Linked DNA regions of Mus musculus: region 2 is linked to region 1. A link is a contact called in public Hi-C data. All regions are on one chromosome and are shown on one strand. The core of a region is the stretch at or near the end of the contact, and the rest is flanking DNA. Distances in the headings are between cores, read along the strand shown.

Region 1 (2,700 bases), core at 76-2,575:
GTAAGACATGAATTTGAATTTGAGAGGGTGTGTAGAGATACACAAGAGAAGTTGGAATAGGAGGAGAGGGAAAAGGACAGGATCAAATGCATTGTACTTGTTTGTGAAATTCCCAAAACAAAACAAAAAACAACTTAATTATCTAGGCCAGAGAGATGGCTCAGCAGTTAAGAGCACTGACTACTCTTCCAGAGGTCCTGAGTTCAATCCCAGCAATCACATGGTTGCTCATAACCATCTATAATGGGATTCAATGTCCTCTTCTTGTGTGTCTAAAACAGCTACAGTTTACTCATATAAGTAAAATAAGTAAGTCTTTGCTGGGTGGTGGTGGCGGCGCACGCCTTTGATCCCAGCACTTGGGAAGCAGAGACAGGCAGATTTCTGAGTTTGAGGCCAGCCTGGTCTACAGAGTGAGTTCCAGGACAGCCAGGGCTACACAAAGACACCCTGTTCAGAAAAAAAAAAGGAAGTCTTTTTAAAAATTTAATCCTCGTGAAAAATTAAAGAAAGGTATAAAACTAAGGGAAGCCTGAGAAACTGTCCAAGGCCAAATATGGACAGATGCCAACTACAGAACGTGTGGATCCTAGACTGGATGGCAGACCAGGAAAGGTAAAGAAGTCAGTGAAACACAAATCAAGTCTATTTCATACTGGCAGGACTGTGCCAGTATGAATTTCTCAGCTTTTGATCACTGTACTATGTGAGATGCTAACATTAAGGGGAAGGTAGGTAAAGAGCTGAAGAGTGCATGATTAAAACTTAAGTCTAAAAATACTCAAACAAACTAAAACAAATACTTTTCTAAGAAAGAGACAAGAATATGCAATCCCATAAACTATGTTTCATTTAAGCACAGTATACATTGGACCTTAATAGATGGAAATTAAAGCTTGGAAGTAGCCATGCAAATTTCGCATAATAAATTTAATAAATAGCAAGGATGTGAAAGCTATAACCCTTACCCAGGCCCCTCTCCAGACCTCTTACACTCTTTCTGACACCCACAAAGAATGGAAAGAGACCCTTTCCTCCTCACAGACAGCAACATGATGATCTACCGAGGTGGAAGCCATGGCCTCCTGGTTCCTTACAGGCATTCACACTGAGGAAAAATGTACATAGGGCAGGAGGGGGCTGACATTAATGCGACAAACACATACTGGGGGTCCGAGTCTGCCTGTACATTCTGAAAGCCTAGAGGAAATGCAAACAAGACCCATATGGACCCATGAAGGAGGAACAGGCATCAATAATACATCCCACATGGGCACAAACATAGAATGTCAGAAGACAGAAACTACTACAAAGCCAGAAATCCTGTGTGATGTGTCATGTGATAGAACAGCTTCCTGGAGGAAGTGGCATTGAGTCAGGATTCCACTCTGATCCTCAGTTTTCTAAGTCTGAGCTAATGACAGAATTGTTGTTAAGGAATATATAAAATACTGATGGTGTAGGATTTAGAATCCCTAGCAAATCAATGAGGGAACAGAAATAGTCTACTCTGAAGACCATTACAAAGCTTCTCAAAGTATTCTAAATTCCACATGCCTCACTAAAATGGACTCCAAGTGTCTAAGAATAGATTGCTGATCATAGAAATATACTTCACTTCCACTGGGCAACAACAATAAATAATAAATGTACTTACTGATGGAAGACACAAAGGCTCACAAACACAAGTGGCTCAGGCCAAAACCAGCAAGCGAGTGAAGGGAAGTCTGACGCCTTGCTGGCCTGTCATGAATAGGTGGCAGAATCCTAGCCATGATTGACTACGCAGGATGGGTTCTTCTCCTGCCTACTTTTACATCACTTGAGCTTGACAGAGGCATCAAAGGCAGGAATGAGCCCAAGTCCCAGTGGCCAGTAAGAGCTGGATCGCTCTTACACAGCACTGTCACACCTTCCCTCAGGTGCAGGGGGAGGGAGAATTAACATGTTCTCTTTCTTAAGTGTCAGGGAGGCTGTGTCTCTGTACAAGAAGCTGAAAATCAGTAAACAGCTTCTGAACTAACTTGGAAAAACTAATAAAATAATGGTGTCTAACATAAGCCAACCTCGGAGCCAACCAACTTCTTTACATCAAGCGACTGCAGGTCTCTAAATTACCCCTCACTCTTTCTCTGACAGAAAGACACGCGCATGCTGACTCTTACTGGTAAGTACTTAAATACGTGCTTTCTCTCTCTCTCTCTCTCTCTCTCTCTCTCTCTCTCTCTCACACACACACACACACACACACACACATACACACAGAGCCTGTTTGCAGTGAAGTGTAACCCCAAGTATGTTTAGGAAATAGTCTAGGCTTTCAAAGAACATTTTAAAAATACTACCACTCAGTACATGTTAGAAGAGTATGCTAGTTCTGAAATATCTTATTTCACATCATTGCTATTTCCCTCAGATTACTTGTCAAGCTCCTAAGGCAAAGCACACAGGTTCAAGTGCTCCCAACAGTCAGCAAGGGCAGCACCATTGCCACGGAGGCCCGGGGGAAGCATCCTGACCCCCATGCACCACCTGAGACACTGCTTTCTCTCTCAGCAGGTCCTCATCCATTCCCTCTTTTGCCCCTTTATCCTTCTTCATGTGACTGTTCCCACAGATCCCACACGGATCTCCCCCTCCCCCTCCCAAGACAAATGCCTCTGCTCTGCCACACTTGAGCCCTCCACTATGCCCTGGTGA
Region 2 (2,700 bases), core at 62-2,561, 200 kb after region 1:
ATGTTACCCCACTTTTTCCCTCTGTCCTTTTTTCTCTTCTATCTAGTGTTAGGGGGTTGAAAGGGCAAAAGAGGTGGAGAAGGGCAGAAGAATGAAGAATCCACAAGGTAGCCACAAGAATGGCCTTCCATGCTGTTTGGACAATAGACAGAAGAGGCATCAGTTGGACCTGCTGGGATGCAGCAGTAGATGTTTACCAATCCTGTAGAAAAATGCCACAGGAATTATGGGCCACTATGAAAGGATGGACTTACAAATCTCAGTGCCACATACAGCAGCTAGGGTGATGACCAGAATCAACATGCGTGAGCACTGATGATACACTGATGTATTGGGTTAGCTTGCTCAGAAGTAGACCCAAAGGTGGAGACTTATGCTTAGTGATTTATCAAAGAATAGCTCTCAGGGGAAGTGGATAGTATGGAGCAGAAGGACAGGAAAAGGAAGGAACTCAGCCAGAATGCCACCTCAGGTAAAGTCTTGGTGGCTGGCTCTGGCCTGACCCCAGAGAGGACTTGAGCTATGCTCCTGTATGCTAAATCACCACAGAGCCACTCATCTCCAAGGCAAGGAAGCTAGGCTGTCTCTGTATACTCTTTGGCATATTCTTTGGTATGGTCTGAACAAATTTCCTGATTTCATGTATTGGAAACTTAATGCACACGATCTTATGGTAAGGATAGTTACGATGTTTGCATTTGAGAGATCATGGAGCTGTGAGGGCTTAGCTCATTAATGGATTGGCTCAGGAGTGGCTTTGTTGAGGAAGCAGACTCTGCAGCAAGTGCTTATTCTGTTTTGCCTCATCCCCTTTTACCAAGTCACTACAGGGCAAGAAAAGTCTTCACCAGACAACATGAACGTTCTACCTTTGAAACAGTGAGCTAAGTAACTGTTCTTCATAAAGAACCCAACCTCTAGTATTGTGTTACGGTGATAGACAAGTCATTGGCTAAGGATTTTAGTAGGTAAGCATCATTACCACGAAGTTCTGCAGTTTGGCAAAGATGGTTCCAGTAGGTTGTGATTGCTAGAGATTGGAAACAAACAGTAGAACCCCAGAAGCTCATAAATAGAGGCGTCTGCCCACCACACTGACCTCATCTGCTGCAGCTGCCTTCGCAAGGGGCCAACTTTCACTTTGTTTGTCCTCACCCTCACAGGATCTCAGAATATTCAGGAAGTCCTGTTGCACCCCCTGGAGCTTCTGCAGCTAATCTAGCCTAGGATTCTCTCAGTGATGTACTTCTGTACACCGTGAAACTTTACGATAGGGCTAGGGTGACCTCCAGTGGTTGGTCTGGATCCAGCACACAGGGCTACATTTCCAAAGGAAACCAGGTACGGTTGTCATGGAAGCATCCAGACTAGTTACTCATGGAGCCTCCATTTCGTCTCTTCCCATCAAGGCATGATATTTAAATCTGCCTGACACCTGGCACAGATAAGAGGTATTAATATGCCTTTGCTGCAGACCTTAAAAATAAATTTGACAGATTTGAAAATCCGCATGTTAGGGGAAAGCGGATGGTTCTCTTTCAAACCCATCTTGCCTGTTTCCTTTTGATATGGAGCCCTGCAGAGTTTATAATTTGTTTGAGTTGGTTTAATTCATTTCTAGAAAGCAGCAATAACACCTTGCGCTCAGAGTGGTAGCTTGTCTGGAGAACAATTAACACGGCTCCTGGTGTCTTGGATGGCTCTGCGGGGTGGCTCCAAAAGACAACATTTGTCATTTGAGCCATAAAGCAGGGGTGGGAGGCTGAGATCTGAAGCCAGATGACCAGCTTTGTGACGGTCTGTAAGCGTGCTCATGACATTCTGCTGGAATATGGCTAGTGAAAACCATCCCTTTATTTTCTACTTCAGGGAACAACATAGTTCTTAACCAAAAGTTATTCTGACTCATTACGGCCAGTAGCATTTGGAAACTTTCAGGCGTGGCTGGAGGAGACTACTAACATTCAGGAGCAAGAGCCAGGGATGCTGCTAAACCTCTATGGTTGATGGTGCTAAAGACAGCACCCCATCAGTGGGTACTCTGAACCCCTGTGTGAGCAGCACCGAGTTGAAAGTAACCTACACTAAAAGGTGACATGAATAATCAGTTGGTGAATTTGGAAAGAATGACAAATACCAGGCAGGCCTAACCAATTATCCAGGTAGGTATGTTTTGTAAGTCCTTTTTTTTTTGTAACGAGTCATTAGGTAGAGCCAAAACATGAAAAATAGGATTCTGCAGATTCACTGTCGCACGCTTATCATATACACAGCTTGCAACCCAGACAGAACTGCCACCTGCCATCAGCAACATATGGAAGAGCACCCACGAACCCTTTTCTCTATTGTTCCCAACACCTCACCCCTTGCTGCTTTTCTCCTGGTTTGACATCTCTCCCAGAGCCATCTCTAACACATCAGCTCCACGGGGGCTCCGGGCTGGTGAAGTACTGACACATGATGGGGTCAAAAGGGTTCCTTGCATTTCTTCTGGAATCTATTTCCCATCTCCTCCAAGAGATAGCCTAATTGCCTTTCAAACAGCTATCATGCCCTCTTTGCTTTACGACTTCTTCCTGAAGATGATTACAATGTCTTCTTACTTTTCAAATAAAAATAGCACTTCCTTGCCCCTCTGTAATGTGTGCATTGTCGACTTCAATAACACCAGCTGTCTCTTCCGGGCTTGTCTTTCTGTTT

The links. A called contact is a pair of places that touch in the nucleus more often than the background predicts.
Region 2: a contact with region 1 is called in a Hi-C map of bone marrow-derived macrophages, with 20 read pairs. The contact joins two enhancer-like sites. A contact is called at or near these places in 1 of 39 promoter capture datasets (maxillary cranial neural crest), 4 of 484 Hi-C or Micro-C datasets (bone marrow-derived macrophages, cerebral cortex and embryonic stem cells) and 2 of 115 datasets of contacts at active chromatin or transcription factors (embryonic stem cells and microglia).

Annotation. Positions count from the first base shown.
Region 1 is chr2:142,888,591-142,891,290 of GRCm38.p6, forward strand. The region is part of intron 1 of Kif16b (kinesin family member 16B); the gene reads right to left. Among named protein-coding and RNA genes, the nearest start is that of Kif16b, 12 kb to the right of the region's middle. Within about 2 kb of position 1,326, at least 6 of the 459 cell types and tissues checked have an H3K27ac peak or open chromatin away from gene starts, as enhancers often do. A contact at or near this core is called in bone marrow-derived macrophages, where this site is marked.
Region 2 is chr2:143,092,655-143,095,354 of GRCm38.p6, forward strand. No RefSeq gene overlaps it. Among named protein-coding and RNA genes, the nearest start is that of Otor, 16 kb to the left of the region's middle. Within about 2 kb of position 1,312, at least 14 of the 459 cell types and tissues checked have an H3K27ac peak or open chromatin away from gene starts, as enhancers often do. A contact at or near this core is called in bone marrow-derived macrophages, where this site is marked.